2 separate regions of the Mus musculus genome follow, and region 1 is linked to region 2. The links are chromatin contacts, called in public Hi-C maps. All regions are on one chromosome and are shown on one strand. The core of a region is the stretch at or near the end of the contact, and the rest is flanking DNA. Distances in the headings are between cores, read along the strand shown.

Region 1 (6,402 bases), core at 3,175-5,674, 39 kb before region 2:
TTCTCCTCTACTTTCTTCTGTTTGTCAAACCATGGGGAGGGTCCTCTATCCACCAAGTAACTCTCTGCAGATAGAGTGCCCTATAAATACTTCCTGTTGTCATTGGGGTTAAGAGTCAAATTCTGCAGCTTGAAGGCTGGCCTATTTTAGATGTCATTGGTTTATAACCATCGCTAACTCCAGCCCCAGGGGATCTGTTGTCCCTCTTCAGCCTCTTTGGGCACTGCATGCACATGGTACATAGACATACTTGCAGGTAAAACACCCATACATATAGAATAAAAATAAATAAGCTGGGTATGGTGGCACATACCTTTAGCCCACGCACTGGGGAGGCAGAGGCAGGTGACTCTTTCTGAGTTTGAGGTCAGCTTGGTCTACAGAGTAAGTTTCAGGACTGCTAGGGCTACACAGAGAAACTTTGACCAGAAAAAAACAAAATAAAATAAATTTTTAAAGTTTTAAAAATGAGCTCAAGGCATCATGGAAACATATTGGCTAACTAGCAAAGGTGATATGGTTAAGTCCCAAAGCTTTGAGCTACAGTAGCCAACGATCAATAGAGAAGGAGTTCCCTGGAGCTGACTCAGATATAGATAATATTCCATTCGTGCATTTATACAGGTCTCTTGATATAGTCTAAGCTGGCCTAGGACTCTCAATCTCCCCACACCAGCATCCTGAGTGCTGAGATTGGTGGGTTTGCACCACCACACTTGAGCAGAAATGGTTCATGCTTAAACTTTGATATTTGACACAGTAAAGATGGCTTTAAAGTATATTTGATGTGCTTGTCAGTTAGGAGGTTCTTTATAGTTTCCTGTTGTGCAGGAAGCTGTAGCCTGGTTAATGAGAGACAAAACATATGGGGGAAAACCAACTGCTAATGAGATGGGTCAGTGTGGCGTGCCTCTTCCCAGGCATCCAGGCCTTCTGCCATCTGATCCTGCTCTACATTCTCATGACTGTCTAGAAAGAAAGCTTTGCAGGGAGACAGATCCGATGAGTCTCCATCACACTGGTGACAAATAAGGAAACAAGAATGTGCCTGAAGACCAGCCCCTGCTCTCCAGACACCCACGCCTTGAAGGAGACTAAGTCAATAATCAGGATTTCTGTACTCAGAAACATGAGCAAGGTGTCAGTCTTGGTGGACATTCTCTTTGGGTGGACCCCTAGACTATCCTATCTTTACTTCAGGAGCCTCACTGGAGAATTGACTCCCAGTGCTAGCAAGGTCTATGACAGCTGTCTCTGCTTTGGCTGAAACTAAGAGACAGGGCTCTTGTGTGCCTCTTTTCTTCCCTCTGTAGACATTTCTTCTTTCAGTCACAGCTGGGGGACAGCTTAGTGGCACAGTGCCTGCCTAGCTAGTACCTGCGAGGCCCTGGCTTCCATCTTCAGCCACAGAACAACAAGCTAAGAACACTATAAATGCACAGGGGTTAATTTGGCTTGTTTCTGTATTTATAAGTACATTGTAATCATGACTTCTTGCGATTACCTGAAGAGAGCCTTGTAATTCAGTGCTCCTAAGCTCTGCAGTTAGATCTACCTAGATTCAAATCTCAGCTCTTTGATCCCGGGCAAATTACTTGGCTCTCTGTACTTCAAGGTCTTCTTCTATCAGAAAGGGTTAATAACATGGTTCCTCTGAAGACTGTGTGAGACAAAGTGCACGTCTAGACCATCACTCTAGGCTACGACACGGCACACACAAATAACATATCTATCTATAGATGCTGGTTTTCTTACTAAATATGCTGCTGTGCTCACCTGGCCTTGTGTTCTCTCTCCCCTCAGCTACACACATCACGCAAATGTACTTATTTTGCTAATTTAAAAATATTTGTTGTTGGTGGCTATCCTACTATTGATGTATTGATATATCAAAAGTTATAAGACAAAAATATCACCTAGAATCACTATGACCAGATACTATACTTTAAAAATTATTATTATTTTAAAGACAGGGTCTCACTGCCTCAAAGCTGGACTAGAATTCACTATGTAGCTTCAGATAACCTTAGCCTTCTTATCCTCCTGCTGACTCTCCTGAGTGCTGGGACTATGGGAACACTCCATGATGCCTGACTTGATCGACTGTCGATCAGTTCCCTCATCAAAGCCCTATCTAAGACACTTATTTCCAATTTGTTTCTAGTCTCAGATGCGCGTATTTAAAAACATTTTAAAAATTAAAGGCATAAGTAGTGTAGCATCACCTTTGTGGCTCACAGCCACCCCCAACTCTGGTTCTGAGGGACCCGATGCCCCTTTCTGGGTTCCATTGGCACCTGGCTCACATGTGGTGCACCTACCTACATTCAAGCCAAAGACTCATACACATAAATAAATCTAAAAAAAAAAAAAAGAATGTTGACAGTTTACCTTCAGATTTTTAATAAAAGCAGCAAGCACTGTAGATTAACTTAAAACATTAGTGTTCCCTCCTCTGTCCAATTTCCATTCCTTCTAAATGGGCTATGGCTATCATGGTTGTAAATGGGCTATGGCTATCATGGTTGTAAATGGGCTATGGCTATCATGGTTGTGGTATGTAAGAGAGGTGAGTACAGAGTCCAAAGCCTGTGTTTATTTATGGAGATGGTGTCATGACATATGTACAGTTCTGCAGTTTGCTTTTGTTCACCCCACATTGGTTCTGAATTCTGTCTGTAATCATTTGTCCTTTGGCAGAAATAAAGCCGGCCTCTTTACTTAGCTTCTCTCTCTCTGCTCCTGCTGTCCAGCTGTCCTTGGCTTTTCACTATTATAAATAGTGCTGTTGCAAAGAGTTCTTGCTTATTTGTTTGTTTCGTTGTTTTTGGACAGGGTTTCTCTGTGTAGCCCTGGCTGTCCTAGAATTAACTCAGTAGACCAGGCTGGCCTCGAACTCTGAGGTCAGCCAGCCTCTGCCTCCTCAGTACTGGGATTAAAGACATGCGCCACCACTGTTTGACAAAAAGAAAGTTATTTTTGTTCTTTTAAAAAAAAGATTTATTTTTATTTATGTGTGTGTCTGTGCTAAGCATATGCACATGTGTGTGTGCATTTACCCACAGAACAAGGCATTGGATCCCTTGGCACTGGTGTCTCTGTCTCTCTGTCTCTCTCTCCCTTCCTCCATCCCTCCCTCCCTCTGCACCCCTACTTTCCCCCTCTACCGGGTTTCTCTGTGTAGCCATGGTTGTCCCGGAATTCTCTCTGTAACCAGATTGACCTTGAACTCAGAGATCACCTGCTTTCCTGAGAGCTGGGATTATAGGTGTGCATCACTAACCGGCTTCCCTAACATTTCTTAGAGCAAGAGATAGGAACTTTTAACACACAGTGAAGGTTGCCAGTGCGCTTGGGGAGATGGGGGAGGAAGTTCCCAGGTGAGTGCTAGACTCCTCTTTTACAGAATATTACTTGATGCATTGGTTTCTCATCACGGTGCAAGATGTCAGTGTAGCACACAGGGTCAGGCTGACTAAAGAAAATGAGGCTAATCTGCAAGAGGCTTAATTATTAAAGTTCAAAGGACAAAGAAATGAGAATCTCTGGAAGAAGCCTTAAGGGAATTAGAGAGGTGGGGGTGGGGGTGGGGGTGGGGGTGGTGGTGGTGAGGGGCAGTCCAGGACTAAAGTCTGTTGAGGCAGTTAAAACAGTCCTGACAAGGGTTCTTCTGACAAGACAGCCTGAATTTGGCACAGGAGAGGGGGCTCGACTTCCTTCCCGAGGACAAAAATAAAAACTGGTACAAATGATCTTCACTCTTGTGAATTTCTTCCGGAATTGAAACTTCAAATGTCACGTTTGCTAATTAAAGAGGAAGTCTGGTTGACTTTTAAGACTATTAGTCCCCACCATCACTTACCACAGATCGTAAGTTGGTGGGGAGTGTGACGTTAGACAGCCAATAGTAAACGAAAGACTTTGCTTCCACGCTGTTATTTCTCAGCGTCTGTCCCTGGACCAAATCCCCAAATGGAGGATAAAGGAGTGGCCGAAGTGTAAACGCCAGTCTCCTCGGCTGGTTCGTGCAATACTGATGTGTTTTATAAAACCATAAGGCACTTTCCTAAAACGTGCCCAGGGAGGGAGCTGGTTAGCCTGCGTCCGGTTAAGCCCAGGCTGTCAGGCGTCCCGGTTTATTATTTGATGCCCGGGTCTCAGCAGCCGGCTGCACTTTCCGTGGCTGGCACCGGGGCCTGTGAACTTACTTTTCTCACCCACTGGTACGAGGCGTTTAGGGAAACCGGCGCTCCCGGGCTGGGGGCTTCCGACGCGAGCCCAGCGCAGGGCAGGTGGCCGCCCAGCCAGGCGGCGCAGGAAGCGGCCCGTGGGGCGGAGCGGGCGGCGGGTAGCAAGGCCGCGGGCGCCCCGCCCGGGCTGGTATGCGGCCGGGAGTGACGCGGGAGGAGGGGTCACGTGACGCCCGTGGAATGCCAACAATGTAGCGAATGTCCCGCTCGGGTCTGCGCTTCGGAACCGCGGCGTGAGCGCCCCGGGAAGATGGAGCCGCCGCCGCCAGCGCCGCCGCCGCTTCCCCGGGCTCCCCCGACCCTCCGGGGTCAGCAACCACTGCCGCCACCGGCGCCCGGTCTCCCGGCGCGCGAGGTCCCGGAGCCGCGGGCCAGGACGCCGCCGAGGGTGTAGAGCGCTCCCGGAGGTGAGGGGCCGCGGCCGGGAAGTTTGTCGGGACAGGGCTCCGCCCGGTCCCACGGGCGAGCTGCCCTGCGGGACAGGGACAACCCGTCCGCTGGGTCCCGGGCGGGTGCGGAGCAGCGGGTGGCGGCGGCGGGGCGGCTTTGTTGTGCTCGCGCGGCGGCGTCCGGAGGCCCAGACCCCGCGTCCCGCGGCGCCGACCCCGCCCAGCCTGGGCCTCCGTGCGCCGCGCCGTCCACCACGCGCGCTCGCGGCCTTGCGCGCTGCACCTCTGGCCCTCGGCGGCGCGGTGCCCGCCCGGTGTCCGGTGTCCCGTCCCCGGCTGCGCCGTCCGGCGGTCGGTGCGGGGCGGTTGCGTAACGTCTCTTTTGAGCCGACTTCTCCCGGGCCGGCCTCCGCCGCGACTCCACGGCCTGAGTCCGTAGCGCTGGTCACGCACGAGCCTCGCCTGCGTGGCCCGGGTCTCGCCCGGGCGACTTCGGCCACCAGCGGCGTGCAGGAGGCGGCCGGGTGAAAACTTATGCCTGTGAGTGTGAGCGGGAGAGAACTGGACGTGCAGATTTTGTTGACAAAAAAGTTTGAGCGAGGACTTTTCACGCCTTTAAATTTCCCCTGCTTGCCCGTAATGTAGCCGCTTATTAGGGAATTTGTACCAAGTCTTGCTCCATATTTTTAGTTTAACCCCAGGTTAGGTCAGTAAATGATGCTCACCAGTTTTGAGTGCTAAATCTGGAGACAAGGCTACTTTTTGTGATTTTTCTTTTCTCCCCTTTTAGCAACTGTTGTAATAAGGCGCTAACAAAAAAAAAAAAATCTTCCAGCATAGGAATGCAGACGCTGCTTAGAAAGCCTGTTTTTAACTTAACTATAGTTAACAATACATTACAGTATTCAGCCTCTCGTAAAATTTTGGTTATCCAGGTATAGAAAACGCTGTTGAACGAATTCACCATGGTTCCTTTGAAATTGCTTAACTTTTACCACACTTCAAAATGTCAGCTTCATATGGTACCAACAGAGGCTGCTATACAGAATTACAGAATCCGAAGTTTTGAACTGAGAGTTTTTCAGCTTCGCCATCTAGTTGGAATAGTATAAATGTAAATTGGAGCTGTGGGTTATTTCTTTCCTTCGAGAAATCACGGCCTTGGTGGGAGGGACTTTCAGTGGTGGGAGGGACTTTCAATGATGGGCGGGGAACACGTTTACAATAAAATGCCTTGTTATTTTAAATGCTGTGTTGTAAATAGCCTGCCCTAGGCCCTTAAAACCCACTGGAGAGTAGAATGGAGGTTGGAGCTGGTAAATCCACACTAAACTCGAACGAAAGCTATTGGGGAACCATGTGGGGGAGGGTAACGCGGGGGTGGGGGTTTTGTGTTTGTATCGGGAAACCTAGACCAACACAACGTTTTGTATTTATTTCATGCTTGTAATAGCGCGAAACTTTTAAGTAATATTTCGTACTATTTAAAAATAGTATGCTTGAAGGACTACAGATGATAAATTTAATGCATTTATGTTGTCTTGGCTGTGAATGTGCTGTACAAATGGTTGATATGTTCCAGTCCACAGAAGGAGCGGTTCAGCTTCGTGGAAGCTGTAGAAATTACCAGAAATCTCAGTCCTTCTAAAAAGCTCATTGCTTGGTGTGTTCTCTGGAGCAGCTGGAGTTGAGGGATGTGTAAAGGCACAACTGTTGTGTCACCCTCTGAGGAGCACGCACCCTCAGAGTTTTCAGGACTTGCT
Region 2 (6,085 bases), core at 2,867-5,366:
TCGTAGTCACAAAGGTGTTAGCCATACTCAGGTGGACAAGGAGTGGCAACTAAGGGGAATTACACATAGTGTAGGGTATGGCATGGGTGCTGGATGGCTTTTAAGGGGATGGGTCAGGACAGGGGACGGGTGAGAAGGGACTAGAGTTCCAACAGCAGCAGAGACTACTTGTGTGTGCAGTGGAGGGGTGCTAATGGTGCCTTTATTTACTAAGCCTTATTTCCTGAACATAGAGCTAATACAGAACTCTCAGGACAGTCTCATCTCGTCTCCCCACCCAGGAATCCCTGTCCCTGAGCTTATGTTCTTTCTCCACATATGAAAGTCCTCAGTGTACTTTGGATGAAAAACTAGAGGCCCTGATTCAAATAGTGGTGGCTGTTGCCGTGAGGAAATGTGTAGGCGGACCTACACGTGATGATCGTTATTTTGTAAGAGGTTCTCTTCATCCTGGTTCACATGCATCCATCACAATCCATCACTCTTAGGCCCCTTTAACTTCAATGCTTTCATATTCTGTGTTTATACGCATCAGTTTGGGCTCATGTCACAGTGCATAGCATGTCACAGTGCACATGCACAGGTCAGGACAACTCTTAGGAGTTGGTCTCTCTTGATGCCTTGTGGGGATTAGACTCTGGTCGTCAGGTCTTTGCACTAGCATATCTGCCCGCAGAGCCATCTCACTGCCCCAGGCTCATTATTTAAAAAGCCATTTATTTACCTGTCTCTGCTAGGAGTAGGCTCTGCCTGCCTCTCTGCTCTTGAGAACCCACCATGGGTCAGGGTGTGTCCTTCCCGGTGCTCTGTCAGTCAGTCCCTTAACATCTCTTAGGATGAAGCTTGCAGATCCACCCACCCCCTGCCTCCTGCCTGGCCCAACCCCACCCACAGGCTGGGCTCTGCCTCTGGTGCTCTCTCCCTAATTTGTTGTTAGGTTTTCTCTGGTAGGAAAGCCTGGTGTCTGAGTACTTGGCAGGTGGTTTCTAGAACTTTCCTGTGCTCTCCTTTTCTATAGATCTGTGTTCCCTGTGCCTGGGATGCACCTCTCCAGCTCTCCAGTGCTGGCTGCAAAAGGCTTCCTGCTGGTCTCTGTGCCTGAATGAAGATTCTGCCCCCCCCCCCCTTAAAAAAAAAAAAAGAGTTACTTCCACTGAAAGTAAGGTACATGATCACTCACTCTGTAGATTTCGTATGTTTCCTTTGGGGCTTTTTCTTGGGGTAGAGGGCTTGTTTTGGTGAGTCACACACATTAGTTTATAGAATATCTGAGGCCTTGAAGGAGGGATATCTGGTTAGACAGATAAGAAAGGAGGTAGATCCCAGTGGGTGAGACTTCTGTGTCTTCTCAGGTGAGTTGGTGTCACCTGGAGCTGTTAGAGCTGAGGACTTCCTGCTTGCAGCTGTGACGGAGAACTGGTTGCACACACACAGGCACACACACACACACACACACACACACACACACACACATGCTCACACACCCCCACCCCTAAGAGTTCCACTTGCTTAGACCATGGCAATGATGCTTTAGAAAATGCTGCAACTGTGACTGCTGGGTACTGTTAAAGCCCGACTCTCCCTTCTCACCTGAGTTGGTTTTTACTTCATAAAGACTGAAGTGCATTTTTTCACGAAGATTGGATATTAATAATAGAGTTTGACATACCTTTTAAAAATATAATGACTCTGAAGTAAAGATTAGCCCAGTTAATACTCTAGAGCTCGTAAAGACACAGATTGCTAATCCCTGAGCGCTGTTTACAGGTGGGGTGGTAGAAAGCTCTGGCTGTCCTGAAACTCACTATGGAGATCAGGCTGGCCTCTGCCTCACAGAGATCTGCCTGCCTCTGCCTCCAGAGTGCTGGGATTAAAGGAATGAGCCACTGTACCTGGCAGATGAAAATATTTTTCTGAAGAGCAAAATTTGAGTTTATCCAGGTGAAAACTTAGGTGATAAAATCATTCAAAATTCAAGGTCAGCAAGTGGCTGTGTTTTCCAGATTACACACAGAGAAAGCAGTGGTTATCAGTTATTGGCACCATGGAATAAACTATCCTGTGGCTTAAAAGCAGCAGTGATTCGTCCTTGCTTATGACTCTAGTTTGGCTAGGCCCCGCCAAACAGCTCTGCTCTCTGTGGCATCTGCTGAATGTTGGGGTGGAGCTCCGTCCAGGCTGCTCTGCTGAGGCTGGGCGCAGACAGTAGCTCCACTCATAGGTCACTGCAGCATGCTGGCGGGGTCAACTGGGTGCTTAGCTATATGGACCCAAGGAGAGGAAACGGAAACAGCCAGGCTTTGTGAGGGTGAAGCCCAGAACTGACATCGCACTGGCAATGAATAGGCTTCATGCCAGTCTATTGTTTGGAGCAAATAGAAGGCCCTCGGCTTGTGCAGACAGAGTAGGGGCGGGGGACAGGGAGTGCGGGCACGCATGTTTGGTCACTAACATAGCCAGGGACAGAAGAATAGAAATATAGACCCACAACTCCTGGAGTATGCGTGTAGCTGTGTAGAAACTACTAGGGGTTGTGGGCAAGTTTTCCATCAGGTAAAGCCTGAGGCTCTTGTATCTGCCCCTGGTGACGGAGTTTTTCTTTATTCTGTCAAACATCTCTGGAGGCTTATAGAGTTGAAAGGAGCTCATCCAGTTCACTGTTAATCTGGAGAATTTGGGATCATCCATAAGTAGGAGATAAAAATAGCACAGGCTGTTTTTATTATAGCAAGATTTGATGCACGCTAATGTTCTTATCTTCAACAAAAAATTAATGACTTCAAACTGAAACCGATTCAGCTGACTTCTTTTACTCTTTCCACTTAAGCTCTGCTCGAAAGCCTACTGGGTTGGCGCCAGGAGACAGTGAGTGTTCCCACCCTGTTCACATTGACCTTCTGCAAGTGTCTGATGATAGAATTGTGATTGTGGGAGCTTCTCCATGCCTGTGCTGTGTACACCCTGAGAGTCCATGAATAATTAGTCTTCTCCACCTCTAGAAACTCAGGCTGTTTCTAACTCTGCCCGCTGCTCCTCTTTGAGGCGCAGATAGACTGTGACGGGTGGCATTATGAGATGGGCCTTTTAACTATGGCTCAGTTAAAGTGGCCTGAAAGTAAATTCCAAGAAGAAAAATTTTAATATTTTTTAAGTTACTTAGTGTATGTGTTAGGGTAGCAAGTTCCTGTGTGGAAACAGCCTGCCTGAGCTGGCTCTCCTTCCACTGTGTGGGTTCTTGGCACAGTTCAGATGGTCAGTCTTGGTGGCATACCCTTCTCCTATTGAGACATCCTACTGGCATAACTTTTCATTCTTCTTCTTTTTTTTTTTTTTTTTTGCAGCTTTATTTTATGTGTGTACATGTATGTCTGTACACCACATAGTCCCTGGTGTCAGGAGAGAGAGTAGCAGATCTCCCTAGAACTGGGGTCTCTGATGGTTGCTGGCCACTGTGGGGATGCCAGGAAGCTAACCCGGTCCTCTACAAGAGCTACAAGTGCTCTTACATACCTAGTCAGCTCTCCAGCTCATAACTATTCTTAAAAATATTTGCTTGAAAGTGTTTTTTGTTTTGTGATTTTGTTTGTTTGTTATTAATAACTTTATTGGTGCTGACAAGCTGGAAGGTGCCGTTTTTATTAGTGTTTGGTCATCGGCAGGGTTGCCAATTTTTCCTGTTGGTCTAGTTTTAAAACAGATTTCTTCCTCAATCCCCACTAAGTTACCTTTGAAAATATATTTTCCTCAGCAATGTTCAGCATAGAGCCCCGAGGCAGGCTCGAAGGCTGATCTCTGGACTGAATTGCTCCTATCTGGCGCACAGGGGTGGGTGGAGTAGCAGCTCCCTTTCTGTCTCATACACCAAGGCTGCGTCTGTTCCTAGGCTTCTGGCTTTGCTGGAACACGTTCTCAGGGCCATGCTGAGCTCCAGGCTCTCTCTATAAAGCACAAAGGCTGGGAAGATGGGTGGATATCCTGAGTTTCACAGTCCCCTGGGGCCGTATTTCTGTTTAGAGCTGACAATTGTCAGTGGGAGGCCCTGAAACACTGTTCCTCTGTGCTTCCAGAAGGTTCCTGGAAGCAACTTCGAGAAAGGCAGCAGTCAGCCTGAGGAGGACAGCGGGTGGAGCGGGAGACCTTGGCCGCTGCTTAAGCCTCTCTGGCACCCTCCCCTCCGCCCCGGCCTGGGGAGCCACATGCTTCTCTTTGTTCTCTCCATGAAATGAAATCCTTTAGGCTTTGAGACAACATTCACTATGGCCTGCAGACCCAGCCCCTTCAGCCAGTCGCTCCCCTCCTTGGACTGAAATCACAAGTTGTGTGAGAGACTCCGACCAGCAGCCATAGACTGATGCGGTCACGGGAAGACCTAGCAAGGCCAGAGCACTCCCATCCCTAGGTTTTCAGCCAAACCTCAGGGCTGGAACGTTAAAGCATGGGCTATGGCTTTGCTAATGTTTGAAAAATGCTTCCTCACCCGGATGGGTGGGAGAGGATCTGCATAGGAAATTCTTTCCTTCATACATAATAAATTGTCACTGAATTTAAATAACTCACAGTCACAAGGGATGCTAGTAAAACCATTACACTTTATAGCAACTGTCAGCCCAGTCCCTGCATGGCTCTGAGCTAGGTGAACCTGGAAGAAGAGATTCACTCCCACAGCCCTTACTTGTGTGCACAGAGAAAGTGTGGGAAGTGAGCCACAAAAGAAGAGTACTGTCACTGGCGCTTCCAGCGTGGCGGGAGCCTCTGGTGGGTTGGTTCCTGTCCTGTGGGTAGGCAGACTGACAGGCAGAATGGTGATGCAGCTGTAGCAGAGAAGATTCTCTCAGGCACAAGCTAGCCGTGAGGTCTTGCTGGAGCATCCAGAGGGCACCTGAGCCTGCTGCCCAACACCCAGTACACAGCAATCAGGGGCTGGACCTGCAGGACAAGGGAATGAAGAAATGACACCCAGCCAGACACAGCGAAACAGAAAAGCTGACATGGGCAGATCTGGACTCTCAGATGGAGAAGCTGCAGAGTGTCTATTGTGTACAGTTGAACAGAGAGGTTATTGGTACAGATTATAAGGGGCAGGTTTAGCTAATATCAGTAGGAGCCAACTCTATAGGGGAGCAGTGTTCAGGCAGTCTTCATGCGGATAGGAGAAGCTTTGGTGAAAATTCTCTGTACACACTTTAACATCCACACATGGATCCAGGGAGAAGGGTTTGCCATCTCTACAAGCCTAGCCTGGGCTTGAGGTACCCCAGAGAAAACCAGAGATAGGTATTAAGGCCTGGTGAGGGGAGCGCAACACATTGTTTATGTAGCTATGGTTAAAAGGATAAAATATGAAGTATTAGAGGTATTTGATAACAAATGCACATAAATTATTTAACTGTCATCTTTATATTTTCTACCAGAGACATATAAGATGCTTCTGAGAAGGACAGCAGCTGATGTTGAAATGGTCCTGGGACACAGGGACACCAGTGGCCCACTCAATCCCAGAGCAGCCCTAGGTAGCTCATTCCTCAGATGAGCAGATATGCTCAGACCTGGTAGAAGGTTTGAGAAAGATGCACAGATAGATGCTAGGCAGCAGTAGAGTGTGCACACTCATGCACTGACTCCCACTGGTGCAATGTTCTGAGAAAGGAAGGGGAGAGGTCAGGTTACTGTGCTGGGCTCTGCCACACTCGGGTCTCAGGAGACTTCTCGCCATGTCCCATTGTGACTCTACATGTATTGTCCTTGACACTTAGACCTGTGCTCCTGGTAGACTTAGAAACAGATTCTAGACTTCCTTTAGCTCTTAACTAAAGAGCCGAAGGAGGTTGGGGGCGGAAATTAGTAGTAGAGCATTGCCAGAGTGTGTGAGGGAGGGCCTGGGTCCCACCCTGAGCTCCACCAAAGCAAACGCCAGTAAGTATTTGGATTTGTGCAGGAGTGTACATGAGTTAGTGTTTAGAGACTACAGATTTGCTACCCATCAGCGATGGACACATATGCAAAGGGCAGAACTGAAGGTTTTATTTATGAACATGCTGGTTCATGAATGTCACTTGGTCTTATGATTTAAAACATGCCTGCTCTT

Evidence for each region. Hi-C and Micro-C count contacts between places; a contact is called where the count stands out from the background.
Region 1: a Hi-C map of cortical glia shows a contact between it and region 2, with 1.7 times the contacts expected there. The contact joins the promoter of Lats2 here to the enhancer-like site in region 2. A contact is called at or near these places in 19 of 39 promoter capture datasets (the 3T3-L1 cell line, 3T3-L1-derived adipocytes, the C10 cell line and 11 more), 46 of 484 Hi-C or Micro-C datasets (the AML12 cell line, DN2 thymocytes, the G1E-ER4 cell line and 32 more), 11 of 115 datasets of contacts at active chromatin or transcription factors (the HPC-7 cell line, cardiomyocytes, craniofacial prominence and 7 more) and 5 of 9 other capture datasets (adipose tissue, embryonic stem cells, liver and 2 more).

Annotation. Positions count from the first base shown.
Region 1 is chr14:57,744,145-57,750,546 of GRCm38.p6, reverse strand. It overlaps Lats2 (large tumor suppressor 2), which reads left to right and starts at 4,424. Exons shown (of 8, transcript NM_015771.2): 1 at 4,424-4,657. Gm52140 reads right to left here. Exons shown (of 3, transcript XM_030248241.1): 2 at 4,209-5,252. The coding sequence ends at 4,235.
Region 2 is chr14:57,705,577-57,711,661 of GRCm38.p6, reverse strand. The region is part of intron 2 of Lats2 (large tumor suppressor 2); the gene reads left to right. Among named protein-coding and RNA genes, the nearest start is that of Gm26440, 11 kb to the right of the region's middle. Within about 2 kb of position 4,116, at least 114 of the 459 cell types and tissues checked have an H3K27ac peak or open chromatin away from gene starts, as enhancers often do. A contact at or near this core is called in adipose tissue, adipose-derived mesenchymal stem cells, cerebral cortex and 15 more, where this site is marked.